Regions from separate parts of the Zea mays genome. Here regions 1 and 2 are each linked to region 3. The links are chromatin contacts, called in public Hi-C maps. All regions are on one chromosome and are shown on one strand. Each heading gives the region's core, a stretch centred on a gene start, on an enhancer-like site or on the middle of the called end of the contact. The rest is flanking DNA. Distances are from core to core; before and after follow the strand shown. Region 1 has its middle 44 kb from the start of LOC103647429. Region 2 holds the start of LOC100304227. Region 3 has its middle 16 kb from the start of LOC103647427.

The links. Hi-C and Micro-C count contacts between places; a contact is called where the count stands out from the background.
Region 1: a contact with region 3 is called in a Hi-C map of tassel, with 2.2 times the contacts expected there. The contact joins two enhancer-like sites. A contact is called at or near these places in 4 of 25 Hi-C or Micro-C datasets (bundle sheath, endosperm, leaf and 1 more).
Region 2: a Hi-C map of ear shows a contact between it and region 3, with 2.4 times the contacts expected there. The contact joins the promoter of LOC100304227 here to the enhancer-like site in region 3. A contact is called at or near these places in 3 of 25 Hi-C or Micro-C datasets (ear, leaf and tassel).

The regions. Positions count from the first base shown.
Region 1 is chr2:186,309,803-186,313,393 of Zm-B73-REFERENCE-NAM-5.0, forward strand. No RefSeq gene overlaps it. Among protein-coding and RNA genes, the nearest start is that of LOC103647429, 44 kb to the left of the region's middle. Within about 2 kb of position 1,664, at least 11 of the 20 cell types and tissues checked have an H3K27ac peak or open chromatin away from gene starts, as enhancers often do. A contact at or near this core is called in tassel, where this site is marked.
Region 2 is chr2:185,870,843-185,874,000 of Zm-B73-REFERENCE-NAM-5.0, forward strand. It overlaps LOC100304227, which reads right to left and starts at 1,526. Exons shown (of 11, transcript NM_001165673.1): 1 at 1,197-1,526.
Region 3 is chr2:186,102,212-186,105,501 of Zm-B73-REFERENCE-NAM-5.0, forward strand. No RefSeq gene overlaps it. Among protein-coding and RNA genes, the nearest start is that of LOC103647427, 16 kb to the left of the region's middle. Within about 2 kb of position 1,525, at least 19 of the 20 cell types and tissues checked have an H3K27ac peak or open chromatin away from gene starts, as enhancers often do. A contact at or near this core is called in ear, leaf and tassel, where this site is marked.

The sequences.
Region 1 (3,591 bases), core at 414-2,913, 210 kb after region 3:
CAGCAGAACTTTTCTTTAGGAAAAAGGTAATTTCATTTTCATACTGGGCCTCATTCCATCAGCTAGCATGGTCTTTTTTGGGTTTGATTCCTTATGTTCATGTGTCGTTAATTCTTCACTGGGCCTCCCTTACGGAAAGCAAAAAATCAAAATTAGGATCTACTATGGGCCCATGTTCTGTTTTTGTTTTTGCCTGCTGCGTTCCAATCGTGACTGTTTTTTTAGTTTACTATGTCAAAGTTGACAGTATGCTAAACACTACAACAGTTACAGTTATTTTCGGCGGCTTTAGAGCATCTACAAGAAACTTTTCATTTTTTTCCTCTATTTGACTCTCTATTTGTCTTTTCATAAAATTACACTTTATATGTAACATCTCATTCCAACAGACTATCTATCTAATTTGGCTAGTCAGGTGGCTAGTCAAGTTTGGCTAGCTAGTGAGGAAGTTAATTTGGAGAATTGGATAGCTTAGCGAGTCAGATAGCTAGTCTGTTGGAGAGTTATTTTGTCGTTGAATAGCCAAAATTTGGCTTGACTAGCCATTTAGCTAGTTTGTTGGAGATGCTCTTAGGTCTAAACGGCAGTCTAGCTTTGCCAAAATGAAAGTAGCATATATAGTGTGTATTTGGATTTGAGCCATGTCAAAATGGGGCATATATAATGTGTGTTAGTAGATTTTATTTTCAATAAAACATAGTAAGCTCGTTGCCGTGGATGATGTTTATGCTCAGAATAAGAACGCTGCTGCTGTAGCCCGCTATTTAGTACAATGCTGTTATGTCAAAAGCAGATGTCCACTGCTATAATTTGTTAGAATATAATCTGAATTCTAACATGAGCCTTGCGGGGACGGCCAGAGAACTACGGTTTGAGGTTATGTCAATTAACGGAATTATTTTGTATTAAATTGTAGTCTGTCAGCTTTCTATATACATCTTGTTAGTCACACGGGAAGAGACACGACACATTGTATTCGTTGTCTTCTATCTATAAACTCTTAACAATCAACATACAATGAAGATTGCGGTTGGCGCTGTGGTTTTTCTCGTAAGGGTTTTCCACGTAAAATTATATGTCTTGTGTTTAATCCATATTTCTATTATTTATTAGCATGTGGTGTACCAGATCCAAACACGAGATTGCAAAAAATCTAGCGTTTCAAACGATATGCGTTTGAATTTACACTAGGAGCCTAAGATCACGTAGCACCAAATAAAGACTCCCATATATAAAGCACTAACATGTAGTATTTTGATTGTTTCTCATATCTTTCAGGGACAACACCCTCGCTATCATATAGGGAAATTAGGCTTAGGATAACCACACATAAAAATATAGAAAACTTAAATTGACTTGGTTACGATCTGATGGATCCATTACAAGCCAAAACTAGTCACTGACTCGGTTACAATCTCTAGATCTAATGGATTTAGTTCCAAACTTATCGTGTGCAGGATAAAGTAAGATTCACGAGTATACCTTGGCAGATTTATTTTAGAATTTATTGTTAAGTATGTGAGATGCATTGGTCACATCACATCGGTGAGGGGGACGACGAACAAAAAGCTTTGGCAACCCGGCCGGCCCACCACATGCACCGCATGCCTTCACCAAACCGCGTACTTGCTGATTTTTATTCAGGTCCGTACTGCTCGTAATGGGCTTTGATGACTTGGTTTCCTGACAAGACAGGATGAGTACGTACGCGTCGACGACGACCTTTTCAACTCTCAAGGAATGGCCTCGCCTCCAAGCTCCCTGCCGGCGGTTCCCGACCATGCATGCTCTCGTACTAACTCCGGCTGTGCGATCCATTGTTTCATGGGCACAGCAAGCACCAGCCGGGTCGTCCTCAACCTCCATGCAATGGTGATGGAGCTAACTGGCTATGGGCTATGGCTATACTGCACACTGCTAGCCTGCAAAAAAATGCATATATAGGCTGAAACCAACGTCTGCTACCGCCGCGCGCAAGAACCACTGGCGTCTATGGGTACGGTGTCGATCGATCGCGTGAAATTAAATAGAGATATTGCGTGCGTGCATGCTTTAAATCTGCTGGTGCTAGCTTGTTTCACGCTTGCGCTTCTATCTCCTATTCTCCTCTGAATGGGATCGATCGTTCGTTGAGGGAGGCCGCTAATAGCTGCAGGACATATGCAGGCAAATACTGAAGAATGTGCGAGCATCGTCGTCGTCTCCAGACCTAAGGATCAGATCATCGCTTTTGTACGTGTGCAGTCGTAATATTATATGAATTAACATAGACCATATGCAGTAGTATTTGCTGCTCATACGGGTCCAACTTATATTCTTATAAATAGTGCAGGAGTACTACGCACGTACTAGCTACCACTACCAGTAGTACCAACGTGTGTAGAACGAAGTACGACTGTTAGATCGTCCATATGTATATATGTGTACAAGTACGACGTACGGGCAAACTCTATTAATTCCACGGGGCCGTGCACGCGTACGTACGCTCGTCGCGTGCAGAACAGCACACTACTTAGCGTGAAACTTAATTACATATATTCTTCTGTATGTTGAGATAGATATGAGTTTCGATCGATGCAACTCGGCTGTATAACCATGCTCCATGGTGGAAACGTAGGGATGTAGAGAAGTGCACATAACACCGTATGGTCTAGTAGGTAAAATACATGATATATACATTAACAAACAACCCCTTCCCGGTTTCCCCTCAAACTCATCATATCTCAAACAAACACTGAAGTTGAGAGAGAAAATAATTGTGCTCTGTCTAGGTTTTCATGCATGCATAAAGCTATGATCTTCAGCAGATCTCATATCTCATCTCCTATCTTATATTCTATTTTAAACTTTGTTCTACAAACAATGTCATTTACAATTTTGTATCTTCTATTTTCCAAAGTCCACTGGACACAGTCTAAAGGAATGGGTAACATGATCATGCATCTGCAATCTAATGACGAAGGTCGCAACATCTGAAGGCACATGACGAAGGTCGCAACATGATCATGCATCTGCAATCTAATGTAAGAGGCATCCACGTCAATATGCTTGACAAGGTCACACTTTATAGGATCCGAAGTAATATTAGTGTCGGGTATCCTAATTAGGGGTACCCCCAACACTCATAAACACGACTGGTAACCACCATCAGCACAAGCTGCAGAGACTGATGGGCGCAATCCAGGTCAAGGCTTCGTCTACTCAAGGGACACGATCTCGCCTCGCTCGAGCCCAGCCTCGGGCGGGAACAGTGGTCTCATGCGAATTCACGCCTCGCCCGAGGGCCTCCTCAAGCAACGGGCGCACCCTCGACTTGCCCGAAGCCCAGCTCGGGCAGGTTTCGTTGTGTAGCAACCTTGGCCAAATCGTCTCACCAACCGACCGTATCGCAGGCGCATTCAATGCGAGGATCGCCTGACACCTTATCCTGACACACGTGCCTCAGTCGGCAAGGTCGAAGTGACCGTAGTCACTTCGCCCTTCCACTGACCGACCTGACAGGAAAACAGCGCCGCTCGCCCCTCTCCGACTGTTGTGCCACCCGCCAGGGTGAGGCTGACAACAGCTAAGTCCAGCCTCAGGCGCAACAGG
Region 2 (3,158 bases), core at 276-2,775, 230 kb before region 3:
CAGCGTCATAGTCTTAAATAGTTACATCAACCAGTCCTTGCCAAAGAAATCTACTCACTCGCAATAAAGAATCAGTCATGCAGATACATAAATCAAACTATGAACGGCGATTTTTTTTCTCGAAGCAAATAGGAAAAAATGAGTGAGTACTATTGCTAAATCAGAATTTATCATCAGAAAAATGATGCGTCAAAAGAAACAGACTGGGGAATATCTCTAAGGCTAGACGACCCTCCTAATTCTTTTTAAAACTGCGCGGGGCGCCCACTAAAGCACCTAATCGAACTACGCGTGGTTAGGTAGGATTAGTGGGGTCCCGCAGCACACAAATCGTCCAACCTACTGAAATAGGGAAAGGGTTTCAGATTTCATTGATTTAGAGTCACAGCAAAGAATAGGTCCAATCCTAGAATGGGCAAATTTAATTATTTGGGTCCCTATACATTGCCGCTCGCCAAAATACCCCACTAACATTGTCAATAGCTAAAATACACCACAGTACATCGGTTCCTCGCTAAATTACCCCATTTTCATTTGTTGTGAGTCCAGTTCTGCTATAGTGCATATTTTACCCCTGTTAAAAACACTTCCCGATTAAACACTATTTGTAGACAACATCACGTAAGCATCTTGCTTCCTGTAACACTAATTAGCCATGCTTCAGGCGCACAAGTAACACTTCCTCTAACACTAATTAGCCATGCTTCAGGCCTGAAGAAAAGGGCTGCAATTGGTTAGATCAGCAGCATAATTTTTTTAGCTTAAATCACCTTTGCTTCTCTAAGTGGGAACTTTGCTTGAACCAGGGAATTTAAGAATGGTCAAACAACTGCTGGCAGGTAGGCAATCCAGCACAAGCTAGCGATAAGTTATTTCTGGCCGAGATCGCAAACCATGCCTACAACCAATTTGTTGATCTGACATACGGGGCAAGATGCGTACGAGATGTTGCGAGCAAACGGTGTTTAACCGGAAGTGTTTAACAAGGGTAAAATAGGCACTACAACAGAACTAGACTCACAACAAATGACAGTGGGGTAATCTAGCAAGAATAAGTTGTATTGTGGGGTATTTTAGCTATTGACAATGTTAGTGGGGTATTTTGGCGAGTGGCAATATATAGGGACCCAAATAAGCAAATCTGGCCCTAGAATAAACCCTAGAACAATCCGTACAGGCGAGTTTCAGTAGCTTACCAGCTAGAGAAGAAACTAGTCGTCAGGCAAGATCGTCGGCAGGGCCGTCACATTAACCCCAGGGGGGGAGGCGACGCAAATCACCAGCGCAGCGGCCCCGAGGCGCAACGAAAAGGGAGCGGGAGGTGGGGAGCACAGATAGATGACGACGGAGAGATAGAACGATGGGGTCTGCAACGAGAGAATGCGTCGGGATTAGAAGGACGGAATGCGACGCATTGGAGTGCACCGAGGAGGAAGAAGGGTTTGGGCTAAACCGCTGAAGTCCAAAGAGCAGATCGCCCGGGTGGAGGAGAGGTGGAGATAGACACAGGAGAAGAGAAACGGACGAGACTGCGAGAACTCGACTGAGAGCATCTCCAACCCATGCTTTAAAGTGGTGTTTTAAAATTAAACTAGTAATAGGTTCGTGACCATGCTTTACCACGAAAGTTAAAAAATTCTATAAAATATAGATACAAAACGATAAACATCATTATAATATATAAAATCCATGTTACAAATTTTATCAATATCGCACAAATTATTTTTAAAGAGTCAATATAGAATTTTTAATGATAGCCAAATATGTCGACAATTGTACACTAATCTAATGTTTTTTAGCGATGATAAGTCTCTGTTGTATGTTTGCAGGAATGATATATCGACACGAATTGTCTTTGTAACTTAACAGGTCAAGCATAAAGTTACTTTGAAGAATCTTTGCTTCCTACACACAAAGACATAAGAGAATAAAACATCAAATTTGTATTATATAATTGCAATGTATGTTTGAACATGAAACAAACGTACTCCACTCACCCTAACAAATTTCATTTGTCTATCATTCCCCCACATGACCATAGCTTGTAGAACGAGGTAGCTAGCATGAATCCTATAGAATAATGTTTAGCCAAACTATGTTATATATAATGGTTTTCATAGAAAAGATTTATGCCGCTGAGAAGGTGGTATGGCGATAAAATGGCATATATAATCCTCATGTGGACATGTATATACATATTGCCTAATTTTCGTGTATTATACATACATGTCTACATAAGGATTATATGTAGATATTATATATTACTACATTGTTGAATGGAACTGTTGGACACCAAAATAAGTGGACGGTCCAACCCTTGGGCCCGGACAGTCCGCCTGTCTCGAGATTAGATTAACTCGGATGTTTTATCCTTATCCCATGCGTGGTTATCTATCTAATCACGTGGGAGTTGTTGGCTATCTCTTAGGAAAAGGTTCAGACCTCCTCCCCTATAAATATAAAGGGGTACGGCCGATTGAGAACCCCCGAACACATTTCAATTGAACCAATTACTTTATTTACTTTTCCTATCCTAGGAGTAGATGTAGCGTAGTTCTAGTTGTAGCCTTCCGCATATCCACCTCCACCCCTATTCGACTCTACATCGTCTAGATCCGTCTTAGGTGGCCTGTCGATCCCAAAACGACCCTAGGATCTCACCCCTCCCGGGGGGCAAGATCTAATTATCCATCCAAGACCTCTTCCCCGAATTGATCTCTTAATTCTTAGGCGACTCCACGTCGTCTAGGGACGCCCCGGGTGACCTGTCGACCCAGAGCACCTTAAGATCTTCTCCCCTAGGGGACGAGATCTAGATTCCAGCAAGGAGGAGGAAGACGACCCTGTTGCTAGGTCGTGGACCGTCCGCGCCACCGCAGAGGACACCGCCAAACGGTACACCACCTAGTGATTGGCGCTGCCCAGATTGGCGCCAACATACTTTTTGGCGACTCTGCTGGGGACGAAAAATCGGATCTATCAAATCCGATCCATTAGATCATATCTATTAAATTAGACCTATCAGATCAGTCGCAATGGCCAATCCCAAAGATCACAACAATGTCGTCCTAGACATTAACACAAGGCTGACTAACTCGCCGGCCAATGAGGATGAGAAATTAGAAGACCACATGAAAATGCTAGACGAGGAATTCCAA
Region 3 (3,290 bases), core at 275-2,774:
CGGCGTGCGTCACCCACCACCACCGCTCACGCTCTGTCACTGAACGTCAGGAAAACATCAGCACGGCACGGCTGGGGAAAAAGCAGCAGCATCAGGCTGTCTCCAGCAACGTCCCCTAAATTCTATCCTCTAAAGAAATATTTTCTATTATTTACAGAACCCTCTAAAAAATTTCGTCCTCTATATCTTCGCCAACTCCAGCAACGTTCTCTAAATTCGGTACTCTATATCTAACAGAATTCATATACTTATTTTAATACTCATTTTTTTGATATTAATACAATTTGAACTTATGTGCGTAATGAAAAAATGAAGTTATTTATTTCTAGAAATTTTATAAAAATGAATTAGGAGCTAATTATAATAATTACATTTTGCAACCGACATTACTAATCGTTTTTCTCATAACGCCGTCTACGTACATATCTATATATGTATTGGACATAAACTGATAATACTAATCTAATAATCCCAATTAGCAAAAGTGCTGCTACTATTAGATTTACACGCAAAAAAAAAGACTAGAATTAATCGGCCAGCGGAGGTAGCAGAGGTAGCTACAGACGGATGACCACATTGAAGAGCGGGCCCAGGGCTGAGCAGACGGATAGCGTGCGTAGACTCCTCTACGTTTAGAGTTCGCCGTACGTTCTCTATATTTTAGAGTTCCATTTAGAGTTCCTTGTTGGACGGCGTAGAGAATGTTTCGTACTCTAAATTTAGAGTACAGAACCATTTAGCGTGTATTGCTGGAGGCAGTTGACGTGCGGCCGCTGCCTTGTCAATCGGTAACAAAAACAAAAAAACAGTAAAATTCATTTCCTGCGGACCTCTGCAAACGGATCTGGCAGCACTCCACCATGCGTCCAATCAGCCCCCATGCCTTAACACTCCACCACAGGACAGGGCACATTAACCCCGGTCACGTTGCGCTTGCACACGGGACAGCGTGGCGTGGCGTGCGTGCTGTCAGCCGCGATAACTAGCCCCGGTGCTGTGATGGCATGGCAGTCAGGCTAGGCCAGCTCGAGGCGCCGGTGTCAACCTGACAAAAAACCGTGGCCCGGTCGGCGCCCCGCGTCTGGTACCGCACACGTCCTGATTCCCCTGGCATTTGCAAATCTAAACCGCAAAAAGGGGGCAGGAACCTCCTGCATCTTTTTTACACTACATACATGTACTACGCTCGAATAAATAAAATCGTGGAGCATTCGATCAGATATTCAAAATTAAATAGCAAAATACTTTGTTCTTCATGAATCTCCTCTGGTCACCATTTCTTCACACGGGGTCGTGGTTTCCTTGCCACGGCCCTACCGCCAACCCGACAGATCGTCACCGCTGCTGTCCATGTCATGCGCGGCCGGTCCCAACCACAATAACCACACGGCAAAACAAACCACCCTTCCAGTTCTGAAGTAACCTCCCCATCCGCCGCCAGGGAGCCCCCCCATGGGTGGCGGCTTGCAGAGCGCAGAAGCAGCCCGCAGCAGGCACTCAGGCAGCCGGGCGCTAGGCCTGCTCCCCGCCTCGCCGGCTCGTGCCCACTGCCCATTTCCGACTGCGGCGCTGCCCCCGCGCGCGCAACAGCCTCCGCTGTGCGCGTGTTGGGTTGTTGGCAACTGGCAAGCAACGTCAGTCCAGGAGAACGGCCGTGATCTGCACCACCGACTGCCACCGTCCCGGTGGTGCCTGTGCCTCCCTCCTCCGGTTGTTGCATGCGTACTGGACCAGAACATTCTGAGCCCGTCCTATCCTGTCCCACGCCTCAAACGGACACGGAGGAGGTCTACTACTTGCTCCTTGTATTGTATATTCAAGTTCCTCTACAAAAGGATACACTGTAAATAGCTCCTGAGAACCGCCCCGTGTACCGTAGGTGCGCATGGTGTGCCACCGGCCGCTAGCTTGTCCGGCCATCACGTCATGCAAAAACAAAGCGCTCGTAACTACAGATCGTTCGCACTGTTCTTTCGATCCCCACCTGTGCGCACCACAAAGGCAGCACTTGCCAAACGGTGCTGCCCTCCTAATAACATTTGCTCATTTACTTCACCCAGCGCCATCAGGAAGGGGCCGCGTCCGACGGCCGGGGTATGTTCATGGGGATCAGTGTCACCGCATGCACCTAAACCGCTTGTCCTCTCTGCCATCCAACGACCGCACCATCAGGGAGTAAGTGGCCATCACCGGCGGCGGCGGCGGCGGCTGACCTCTTTCGCGCGGAGCGGAGGCCGGGAGCTACCTTCTATGTATACCCCTATTATATATAACCAATCAGTTAAAATATCACTAAGTATACACAACAAATTACCACTAACTAAATCCCACCATTAAAACCAACACTCCAGACCGCTTCATTCGCTTCATCCCTCTTAATACATCGTATCCAACGTCACTGTTTTTTTTGTCATCCCTCACCCGCCTCTAGCCTCCCTAGCCTCACCAACGTTCCAGCCCCCGCGATTAACCTCACACACAATCAACGCCGCCAACCCCCCACCCTGTGATCTCCGTCAACGGCATTAATACTAGTAGCTGCATTGTAGCTTCGCGGCCTGAGACGAGCCTACACCAGATCCACAATGTGTGTCCAGGGTAGCGACACAGGGGAGCTCCGTGGCCCGTGTGGAGCCGGCATGAGCCCCACAACCGCGACATGGTGTCGGGTGGCCAAGCGGGAGTAGACGAGCCGAGTGGCCTACTAGGGTACCTGTGGCGCAACAGCTAGCGTGGCTCGCCTGCTGCGCTCCCCCGATCATCCATCTTCAAGCGCGATGGATAGCGAGAGGCTGTTGATCTGTGATGGAGCGGCCCAGCATCAGCGTGGAAAACAGGGCTAGACGGGGAGGTGGTGGAGAGGGCACCACCATCATGAAGTGATCGTTGGTCGAGAGGATGGACGAGATGCACACACATAGGATGGTGTGAGAGTGGGCAAAAACGATGTTTAAATCCTTGATGCAATAAATTGTTTCTTCGACATTGAGGATGGTGCGTGGACGGTAGCACGACGAGCACCTTCCCCAGGTGGGGGGGATGCGATAGCTCTCCGTTGGAATGCGTGAGGACATCGTCACAACGAACACCTACCTCAGCGGCCATTTTACTAGTAGGAAGGTTATTAATATAGTCTAAAGGGGACTTTATGATGTTACCATGTAATATATAGCCAATTAAAGCTATTCCCAATGGGTAGTATCATACTTATTAATGAGTTACCATATAAGATTTTTTTTGTTGATGTGGCAAGGTATTTAATAGGAGGGAGAGAAAAGGGTTTTATCATA